Regions from separate parts of the Zea mays genome. Here region 2 is linked to region 1. Evidence: chromatin contacts called from public Hi-C data. All regions are on one chromosome and are shown on one strand. The core of a region is the stretch at or near the end of the contact, and the rest is flanking DNA. Distances in the headings are between cores, read along the strand shown. Region 1 holds the start of LOC103648642 (protein GrpE). Region 2 holds the start of LOC100282542 (40S ribosomal protein S10).

Region 1 (5,730 bases), core at 1,338-3,837:
GACGACCTTGATCCTAAATGAAGAATTAGGATATCAGTTTATCGCCTCAAATAACAGCACTGAAGTAGCACTCTTTGTCAGAGGATTCCATTGACTCTAGTCACTAGGTACCTGCGGGAGTTGTTTTTTCCGTATTTCTATAGTCCATGATATAAGATAATAACTTCCAACTACTGACACATTGAATGTCCATTAGAATCTTATAATCTTTTGTAATCTACTACAATATCAAGCTAACAGTACAGTATCACATTAACAGTTTGAGGAATGGGGGAAAACATACGTCTATGCTATTTGGTGAGGATCGTCTTTCCTCAATTTACTTGTTTGCTGACAGATTTGATACAAATCTCCAAGTGTTGGCTGTCTGCTGTAGGTAATTACTTGAGAACAAATAGCAAGGCCCCCTTGCTAACAGCTGGAATTTCCATGATCTACAGGTTGGCTAGCTAATATTAACTCAGTAAAAATTTAAGAACTATTACGAGTTCCCACAGAAGGTACTATCTTTGCCAAAGGTAAAGATGACCAGTGTTGTAACTATGGCTTCTGAGGTGGTATGAGTGGTGAGGGGAAGGTCGAGGCTCGGGACCACAGCGTTTGGACGCCGTCGTCCTAGGGTTAGGACAGCGGGTGGCGGTAGACACAGGGGAAGGGGAAGCCAAGCAAGGTAAATACCTGCTTACTCTTTCATTGATCAAAGGGTATATTTATAGAGCTAAGATTGCAGCCGTCCTTATCTAATATCTTATCAAACCAATTCCTTATCCTTCTAAACAAACTCTGCTTATTCTCAGCCATCTAAACAAACTCTATCCCTAGATTATGACTGACGCTTATCCATCTAAACAACTAGCTGATTTTATTAGGGCTGCCAGTCATAACAACCAGACAATCAGGGCACGCACTTGGCTCGAAAATAGAACATTTTTTTGTTTTATTTGAACGACACCAAATTGCGTGCAGAAAAGGGTTCCAATGAAACTGCACCATAACTCCATTCATTTAAATGCCCCTCATTCTAAGCCACTTATGGATCACCTGATACCAATACATTCACAGATAAGCCACTTAAGGCCTTGTTCGTTTGTGTCGGATTGGTGGGTCGGAACGATTCCGAGCCGGATTGCTTCTATAATTTATATAAACTTTGATTAGCCGGAATAATTCCGGGTGCAATCCGATGTAAACGAACAGGGCCTAAGCGATTTGCTCGCTGCAGCCAGGCGTGCAAGGGTCGTTGCTCGCAAAGCCGCCTTCGTTGCTAGTGCTGCCGCCGAAGCTGCCAATGATGCTAGTGCGACGGCTTTGGAGATGATTGTTCAAGCTGAGAAGGCGAACGCCGAGGCTGCCAAGAAAGCTCCTAGACCTCTGCGTCGTGATGTACTGATGTATGATATGCATTTTTCTTCGATCCTAAAATTACTTTGTCATTTGAAATAGGTGTGATGCGTTCATCTTGATGCTAGTTCTTTATTGTTTTAGGTGGTGAACAAACTGTGTTTGTTAGCAATTTTATTTGGTTGAATTCTATTGTTTCTGTTGTTTTCAAATCAATGGCAGTTCGTCATCACTTTCACTGATTAAATACAACTCATTTACCAAGTGCAAATGCTAAAGAGGGAACAAGGGAGGGAACACTGGGAGTACCTCGGCCTTTAGTGGTGAATCCAACCAGGAGTTGTCCACATCTGCAATGGTGAGGGAGAAGTTCGAGTTGGCACACCTTGCGCTGGGGCTGTGAGGCAAGAGTCTGCCGCGAGCACACCCTCGAAGTCGCTGACGATCTCATCGAGGGGCATGATTGGCTTCGGGTCCGACGGCGGATCCATTGCCGTCGAGGAGCACGTGAGCTCGATCCGTTCTGGAAGAAGAACGGGAACGGGCCAGCTCAGTCAAAACGTGTGATGACAGGCCGTTCAGCGGTAGATAACTGTCCAACATGGATAAAAACATAAGGATAATAGAAATACAAAGAGCAGCCTATTATAATAACAGAATTCCATATGCTTCGTTGTGAGTACTTATACCCCGTTTCAACCTCTAGGATAAACTTTACCTTCTGTTTAGCCATATAAATTGAAGTAATAAAGTTTACTTTTTAGGGTGTTTGTACTACTCTAATAAAGTTTAGCATATTAGAATAAAAAGACACTCATACCTCTAATGCGGAGAGAGAATGAAGTTAGAGGGTATGAATGGAAAATAGTGTTCTCTAGTCCACGTTTAGCTCTTTTTAGCACCTCTTGAGCAGCTTATGAGATATATAATATGTGCTAAATTTTATCACATCATTATTGACTCTCATGTTTAGATCACTAAATGACTAAAAATAGTTAAAAAAATGCTAAAGTTTATCTCTTAAGATTAAACATGTCTTACTTTACGAAGCCGAGACATGCGAATGCCGGCGTTCCAAAAGCTCGACGTTGCCTTGACGGCTTGACGTCCCGCGACTCCCGCCCGCGGCCCGCCCGTGCCCGTCTGGCGTCTATTATCTGTGGAATGATGAATCGGATCCCGCCCCGTGATCCAACGGCCGGCATGGCCCGCCCGCAAACGGCTGGCATGCAGACTTCCAGAGGCGTCAATGCCGCACGGCATTACCCCTTTCCTCTTTATTCATTTTTTTTTCTTTTTTGGTATTTTCCGGACAGTGGAGTGGAGGGCGATAGATAGGGCAGCATGGCGGCAACCTTCTGCGCTGGACCCGCCGCATCCGCGGCAGTAAACCCTAGCTCCGCCGGCTGCCGACCCCAGAACCTAACTCGGGCTGCCGTGCTGTCTGCTTGCTGGCGGCCCAGCAGGCCGACTCCCGCTTTCGTCTCCCTCCGGCGCCCCAATGCCGAGCTGCGGCCGCTGCGCGTGGCCGCCGGCTCCGGCGTTGACCCGAAGGTGAGGTATTTCAGACTTACTTTTGCGGTTAGTGGTAAGTGGCAACATGGGTTGGGTGAAAGGCATCGAAGTGCGATTAGCTTGCGGAGAATTTCGCCCTTTGGGTCAACTTGCAAGCTTGATGAGCGGACAGTAGGGAAACGCTGTTCTTGGAGAAGTTTGAAGATTTCTTTGTGGTAGTTCAAGATTCTCGTATGTATCTGTGCTATTAGGTGTCTTTTTGTTCAATAGTTTGTTCCATGACTGCTGCCACTGAAGTTTTACAAAGAATGACTGATGCATACATGAACTTTGTGTGTTAAGGCGCCATTGCTAATTTTTGCAATAAATACCCATCTTTTGTGCGCTCTTAATATACCCTGGACTACAAGTCTACAACTGCAGTTAGTCTACACTAGTTGGGGCTTGCCAAATGTTAGAGTGGACGCACCAACCAATTCAACTCAAAATCTTAAGCTGTTGGGAGAAGTTAGGCAATCCACTTATACACTTCAACACCAAATACAGAAGAACTAAAATTAGACTATTTTGCTATTACTATGACTACTCACTTAGTCACTTGGGTGGTTGGAGGAGACGGGAAATGCCTTCTTTTTTTCTGAGCTAAATCGGATAGTTTGAAGAATAGTGTGAGAAAATAGGAGGCCACGTTTTATGGCGCAGTCGTAAAGTTGCATGTCGAGCTGCTATTGCAACTTGTGAGCAATGAGAAGTAATTGAAATATTTATTTATATATTAGCAATGCAATGGGAAGAGAAACAAACCATTGGAGAATGCCCATGTTCTCTGTTGGACCTTCTCATCCATTTCATTTTGACCACATGTGCTTCATCAAGTTTCACCAAAATGAGTTTTTTTGCTGCAGGTTGTCAACGGGGAAGATTTTCCTCCCATGAAGGACCTAATTCAGCTATACAGGACAGCTTTTCTAGAAGGAAATGAGGAGGTTCTTGGTGTAGTTGAGAAGGCAATCACTGCTGTGGAAAAAGAGAAGAGTACGATAGCTTCCCAATTTGAAAGTATTACAACCGAAATAACTTCTGGGAAGGAAAAGTTTATTCGCTTAAATGCCGACCTGGAGAATTTCCGGAAACAGACTGAAAAGGACCGTGCAAAGTTAACATCAAATATACGGGTGGAAGTTGTTCAGAGTCTGTTACCTCTAGTTGATAGTTTTGAGAAAACGAATCTAGAGAACACCCCAGAGACTGAGAAGGAGCAAAAGATCAGCGCAAGCTATCAAGGCATATACAAGCAGTTAGTTGAAACACTAAGATATTTGGGTGTGGGAGTTGTGGAAACAGTTGGCAAGCCATTTGATCCTTCGGTAAGTAATATTTACCCTCCCGCCGCCTGTTCCATTCTCATGGTCTGTCTCTCTCCCTAAAATGTTGTATGCAAACAACATATTGGATCCTTTTGAACGTGTAAAAAGAATTCTGTTCCAGTGTTAATGAGTTGTTTTTATGGCCTGGTTCATACTCAAGAGATTGATCTTAGCTTTCACACAGTTTCCTGCATCTATGTTGCAGTACATGTCTTTCGGTCTAAATAATATGGGTATTTGGGAGAAAAAAACTAATAACCTACTTTCAGTGCTTACAGCTAGATAGTATGGAGATATGCATGAGAATCAAATAGCGTTACATTTATGTTCATCATATATGCAGCACTATGGGTCTCATTCTTTTGTTTTTTTTATGCAGGTCCATGAGGCCATCTCACGAGAAGCATCCATGCAATTCAAGGCAGGGATTGTCATGCATGAAGTCCGCAGAGGGTTCCATTTGAAGGAGAGGCTGCTAAGGCCTGCTACTGTGAAGGTCTCTACTGGCTCTGGCAAACAAAGTGCAAGCTCATAGGCGGGGGACAAAGATGCTGCTTTGTGAATCTGATCAAACGACCAACAGGAACTGATAGACACACATTTTTCTGTTCATAACATGCCGAATGTGTTTGATCTCAAATGAGACGGGATCAGCTATGTATGGTGTTGACAGGGAGCACCAGCTTGAAGTTTTGCTGTTGCTTGTAATCTGCTAGAATTTTGTCCACCAGAAGAGAGAGAATGAAACATTGGACATTCATACCGGATTTATATTGAGTTCCTTGCTCACTTCATTGGACATCCATACCGGATTTATATTGACTTCCTTGCTCACTTAGGATCTCTTAAAGACAGCTCTAGATTCATCAAAAATAGCCTTTTTTAATTAAAAGTTAGTCAAACGGTCTATATTTATGAAATCTAGATTCTTCAAATTAGTGAAATCAAAGGTTAGATTTGTCATTTTGGTAGAGCTTTTTAAGGGTGTTTTATCAACTCAACTTTGGTAGAGTAAGTGAAAATCGTCTACCACTGCTACTGGTTACATAAAACCAAACGGTTTGTTTTTTTTCCTTCTTCGTTCCTATACGCGTCTTCCTATCATTTTCTCCTCCGTCGGCGCCTCTCTTTGTTTTTTTTTCCTTTCTTCTTCGTTCCTGTACGCGTCTTCCTACCATTTTCTCCTCCGGCGCCTCTCTTTGTGGCCACGTTTCTAGGTCACGCTCGTGCCTGCGTCTCCTCAGCCGGCTGCTCGCCCACACCTCCTCGGTCGTGCCGCGTTTTCATTTTTTTTTCTCTCTCTCTAATTGTGTTGTACCTGTCAAAAAAGGACGAGAGACACTGATATGTAGAACCTCCTCTAAGGGCTAGTTTAGAAACTCATACCCCTTGGATTGGGGAGTGTTTTTCATGAATTACATCTGACTTCTTGCCATTGAGACCTTTTTCACACATTCACCTCTTGATTTAAAAAGGAAGTTTGTTAGAAAGAACTACACCTATTCGA
Region 2 (5,730 bases), core at 848-3,347, 350 kb after region 1:
GATCTTGCATAAAATTAGGTTGACTTCTTTGCAAGGATATCCTTACTAACAAAATGTGTCACCCTAGAGAAGATTTTGTCAAACCAAATATCAATTTAAAATAAGTAAAACAATGCCGCTATTCTTTAATAAACATGTATTCTTTATTTACTCATGCATCAACCAGCTTCATAAGGGCGCACATGTAAAAGGCTCTAACACTAATATCCTCGAGCTACAGTAGTACAAATATGTTGCATCGCACCCAGTAGCGGATACAAAGCTAGGGCCAGTAAAGCCATAGCCCTAGGCGTTAAGGAAAAAACTAGAGCAATCCCATTATTTTTTTGGTTGCACAAATGATGTTTCACATGCTTCTCCTCTCCCTCGCCTGCTGCGTGTGACTGTGTCTGTGAGCCTAGGAACGAGGCTAAATCCTAGTCTCCTAACAGTCTCGCTGGCACTGCTCTGTAGTGCACACGCTAGCTGGCTGGTACTGTGCAAAAGGCAAAGCAAATAAGCAGAGGCACAATACACAGCTGCCCACTGCGCACATCACAGATCACACCAGCAGCAGGTTGTTCCTTGTTCCAATTATCTAATCCCTCAATCTTCATTTATGTGATTTTTGAATTTTGCAGCCAACAGCAAACATAAAAAAAAAATTACTTGGCTTACAGTAGAGAGATGGCATTGACTACTTTCACTTTGGTTCCTACACCAATTATACAGCCAATGCAAGCTCACGAAGCCAAATACAAATAAATGAAATGATGTGATGATGAATAATATCAGCATCATCTAGGCTTTTTTTAATCACTTTTATGTCTTCATGAACTCATCAGTTTGTTGTTGACTTTGGGGTTAGAATTGAAGTACAATATTAAACTATATATGGATCCATCTAAATTTCCTCCTAATAATGATATATAAGTACATTACTTTTGTTGTCTATTAGTATGTGATCCGGTGTTGGACGTTTAGAATATTGGCCTTGGTCACAAAAGTTCCTCAGATCCACCACTGATTGCACCAAAACACATTGGAAAATGCAAAACAAGCACCATCAAGAAGTAATTTACTAGATAAAGTTAGCCCTATCATCAAAAGATCAGAAGTGCACAAAAAACTACTTCAGACTTGACTGTAGTATACATCTGAAATCATCACCAGACATGAGAAACAAACATGTGAAATCATTACTAAACACATTTGTTAAGTACGCTCAAGAATTTAGGCTTTACCTTGGGCGGTCACCAGGAGGGCCAGAGCCAAATGGACGGCCCAGTGGCCTGGCAGACTTCTTGAGCGTGGCAGGCACGATCTCAGACGGGAGGTTCAGGTAGTTGCGTAGGTGCTCAATGCCATCGTTGGTGAGGTACCAGTAGTAGTACTGCCAGGAGAAGGTCTCTCTGACATACTCCTTGGACTTGAAGCTCTGCATGAGCTTGATCACCTGGAGGTTGGGCACATCAATCTGTGGGTGCTTCGCCAGGTTGTAGTCCTTCTTGGCATACAGCACGCCCTCTGCAGCAGCAAACACATCAAACTAACAGAAACCGTATGAACATAGCACACATCACATCAGACCATGCTTTCAATTCTCGGTGATGGATATACATAGAACCTGTGTTCAATTCCATAGTTTAGGGGGCACACAAATTTGGAGTGCAAAACTATTTCACAAGTTCGCTGTGTCAAGCCTATAATATATCTGCTCGTAACTCGTAAGTTTGTGAGATGCTAAAACTAGACCAAAAAGTGAACTCAACATAATACACTAGTGCTATCCTAGTAATAAGGAAACAGTTTGAAGACGTCCCCTCCTAGAAAGCGAAACAACCAACCAACGCAAGTTACCCTACTGCGAGTTTAGCGGACGAATAATCGCATACCCTTGAAGAGGTACTTGCAGATCTCATTGCGGTTCTTCTTGGGGATGATCTGCGGTTGAAGAAAAACAGGTGCGATATTAACACCGGCAGCAGAACAGGCGAAAGCCGAGGAGCAGCAGCGTATTGAGCCTCGCGCGTACTCGCTTACCATGGTGGGCCGTCGGGCGCGCGAGCTCCGAGTGCTGGACTGCTGGAGCGTCTGGTGTTGCGTAGGTGGCGGTGGCGGTGGCGGCGGCGAGTAGGGCACGGGTCGGGAGATGTCTTTTATACCTGTCGCCGCGGTGTAGGGTTTGGTTCGATGAGCAGAGCGAGGGTATAAGCGTCAAAAATAGAAGCGGGGCCTTTCAGGCGCGTGTTTGGACAGCGATTCCACCGGGCCCGTGGAGGCTGATATTATTCCACTCATCGTCGTCGGGGCCAGCTCCTCTCGCTCTCGGTCCTTGCTTGCCTGCCGTCGTCTCATCTCCAGGTGGACCCAGGACTTGCAGGGTGCAGCCGAATTTCAGTCTGGAAGACCATCATCAGTCTCCATCCATCTGCCCGCATGGCTGCCTGCCTTCATCGGCCATCTCTACCCGAACACAGCATCACCGACACTTCTGTGAAATACCTGACCGGGCAGGTGCAGTCCTCTTTTTTGTGCAAAACAACGGCAGCTGCAACTGCAAGCCTAACAACCAGGCCCTCGCGAGCAGGAGAGCGGAGGACGCACCCCCAACAGCATTCCAATCCATGGCACAAGCTGCACTGTACTTGAAAGCATCCAGCCTGAACAGCTGAGCAGTCACACTGCTACGACTATGACTGTATAATAAGGGTGTGTTTGGTTTGACTTTTGGCTTTGACTTTTGCCCCCCTAAAAGTCAAAAGCTAACCAAAGGGCTGGATCCAGAAAGCAGCTTTTTCTAAAAGCCGGCTTTCTTGTAGTGCAAATCTGAAAGCACCCCTGGACCTGCTTTTAGTGGCTTTTCGGATGGAACTGTGAAAACATATATCGAAGAATTTTTAATGACTTTTAGTTGTTTCCACCAAACGGTTTTTAGCTTTTTAACAGCTCACAGCCTACAGCAGCTTTTTTCACAGCTCACAGCCCACAGCAACTTTTTTCACAGCCACAGCCTAACCAAACAGACCCTAAATCAACATACGGTACGAATATGACATCAGAAACCGAGGCTATATACCCAGGCGGATGGCACAACAAACAGGCAGCAAGGTTTGGAGGTCATCGGCCAATCCTACTGGAACGGTTTCAGCTATAGCAATGCTCAGTCTTTTTTTCGCCTCAGGAATACACACGAGCGCGCGCGCCTTTATCACACAAAATCATCCTTCGCATAAATATACGGCCCCAAGAAAACCAACTGGAAAAAAATCGCTATGGCTAACATATCGATTCAACAATGTACAGATACTGTCACGACGACGACGACCGACACTGGTGCTTGTGGAGTTTGCATGCCCGACCAACCAACCAACCAACCATATCCAGCTTCTTTATCAGGCACAAACTCAAGCGCAACCACCGTTTTCCTGGTGGCTAGCCAAGCTAGTCCTCTTAGTTTCTCCACTTGAAAGGTTCTCCATTCGGTGCGTCCTTTGGAGTGTTGTTTCCGCTGCTATCGCCAGGTTCGCTTGCAGGTGGCGTTTCCACCGATCTTGCTTGGGCTGGAGCTTTGCCACCCCGGCGCTCCTGGGGAGAGCAGCAAAATGTTAGCAATCTTAGTCTAAAATATGGGGAAAATGTTACTATATTACTCCTTATCATGATCGTTGAAATTGTTTGAAGAAAGAACGAGCTGACAGCTCTTGCAGGATTTGAAGGTGACAGCAAAAACGACCAGGCAAATCAGATTGATATCTAACTCATATGTTGTGAAAACAGTGAAAAAAATGAAGAATGGGGGCAGGCCCTCCAAGCTAATCTACAAAGGGTTAATGAGAGCACAGTCCTCTAGTCAGTTGCCCCCATGGGAGTCTGGGAACTGTGATAACGATAACCAATTCAGTGCATATTGTAACAGTCACCTGTAGTTGTAGGGATACTTGACTATAACAAGTAAATAAAGGTGTTACCCAGCTATTCCAAATGTAAACAACGATTGCGAAACGAAGTGTTCATCATGATAACCTTCTTGCTTCAGAGTTGGTGGACAACAAGATTTATGGGCAATAAAGTCAAAACAAATTAACATACTGAGACAATGGGTACTCAAAAGTGTGCACATGCCATCTTAACTTACATCTCTGTACGGGAAATCGTCAACCTCAAGCATGTGAATGACATGCCCAATCTTTGGCCTCTTGCGAGCTTCAGGGTCTACGCACCGCAGAGCCACTAGCAAAGCCTTCTTCAATGCCCTAGAAGTAGGCTTCTCAGTCATCTTTGGATCCAAAACCCCCTCAGAATTTCTGTTGCTGACCATCGTCTTCAGCCACTCAACTAGATTAATCTGAAAAGATTGCTCCACAAAGTTCATATATGCACTTCTCACGTTCATTATTCAGCGAATGCAAGGAGGTACTGCCATTACTAACCTCCCCTGGCGGCCTGTTGTAATCAACAGGTACACGGCCAGATATTATTTCCATGATAAGAATTCCGAAACTATAGACATCGCTAGTTTCATTCAACATGCCAGTGCCCGCATACTCTGGTGCAACATACCTGCAAGCAACAAAATTTAAAATAAGCCACCACAAACTTGTTTATCTTGGAGGATCCTAATCTTATAAGCAGCGTTGATGTCTAACCCAAACGTCCCCATGACCCTGGTTGTGACATAACTCCTTTCTGAACCCAAAAGTTTCGCTAGCCCAAAATCAGAAAGCTTTGCATTCCAATGCTTGTCAAGAAGAATATTGCTCGACTTGACATCACGGTGAACAACCTTTGGCTCAAGTCCCTCGTGCAAATACATTAACCTTCACAATTAGGTAAAATAATGTAAGCAGATAGTGACAGCAAAAAAACAAGACTACAGTAATAAGTCAGCAAAGTGCATACCCTTTTGCTGTTCCCAGAATAATCTTCATTCTGATATCCCATGTAAGAGGGCTCACAGGGCCAACATCCCCATGGAGCCATTGCTCCAAGTTTCCATTATTAACGTACTCATACACAAGCATCCTGGAATGGAAAAGAACCATATACAATGAAATTTATGATAAAGCTACAAACTCCTTGGTTCTATAATTTCACAATATAAGCTAAAGCTATTGTCCATACAAGAAGATACCTTTGGTTGCCTTCAGCGCAGTATCCTAACAACCGAACAAGGTTCTTGTGTCGCACTCGCCCGATAGCTTCCACCTCAACCTTGAATTCCCGTTCTGCCTGCCCCCTGATAGAACATAGCGCCAAAGTTTATCAAAACCAACAACACAAAAACCAATAATTCAAACACTCATTTCATCATCTATATATATGGCAATCTACACTACTAAAGCATGAACCCTGCAAAACATGACTTAGTTGGATATTTTCTATGAAACGTTCTTGCACAGTGTCACCATCTGAATTGTCACATCTCCATTGACAATTCGTATATAGCTTGCTTAGAATATAATCAACATTTTGCAAAAAAGAAAGACGATAGCCAATTGAACACACAAGCTTATAAATACGGCTATACTTCAGTCCACAGGTAGCATAAGTACCTGTTGTTGAGCAAGTTTTTGACGGCGACCTGCACTCCGCCCTCCAGCACGCCGTGGTACACTATGCCGTAGCCGCCCTCGCCGATCACCTTCTCGTCGGCGAACATGCACGTGGCGTCCTCCAGCTCCTTGAGTGTGTACCAGTGGCCCCACCCCAGGTGCGATACCTCCGGGACCCCCGGTTCCCCACCACCGC

The links. A called contact is a pair of places that touch in the nucleus more often than the background predicts.
Region 2: a Hi-C map of ear shows a contact between it and region 1, with 1.9 times the contacts expected there. The contact joins the promoter of LOC100282542 here to the promoter of LOC103648642 in region 1. A contact is called at or near these places in 2 of 25 Hi-C or Micro-C datasets (ear and leaf).

What each region holds. Positions count from the first base shown.
Region 1 is chr2:53,034,819-53,040,548 of Zm-B73-REFERENCE-NAM-5.0, forward strand. It overlaps LOC103648642 (protein GrpE), which reads left to right and starts at 2,588. Exons shown (of 3, transcript XM_035965273.1): 1 at 2,588-2,895; 2 at 3,762-4,223; 3 at 4,603-5,045. The coding sequence starts at 2,686. The coding sequence ends at 4,758.
Region 2 is chr2:53,381,092-53,386,821 of Zm-B73-REFERENCE-NAM-5.0, forward strand. LOC100282542 (40S ribosomal protein S10) reads right to left here and starts at 2,098. Exons shown (of 5, transcript NM_001371870.1): 1 at 2,023-2,098; 2 at 1,875-1,923; 3 at 1,224-1,506. The coding sequence starts at 2,025. LOC100274438 reads right to left here. Exons shown (of 7, transcript NM_001148797.1): 1 at 5,535-5,730; 2 at 5,114-5,218; 3 at 4,882-5,004; 4 at 4,629-4,799; 5 at 4,413-4,542; 6 at 4,118-4,327; 7 at 3,156-3,567. The coding sequence ends at 3,433.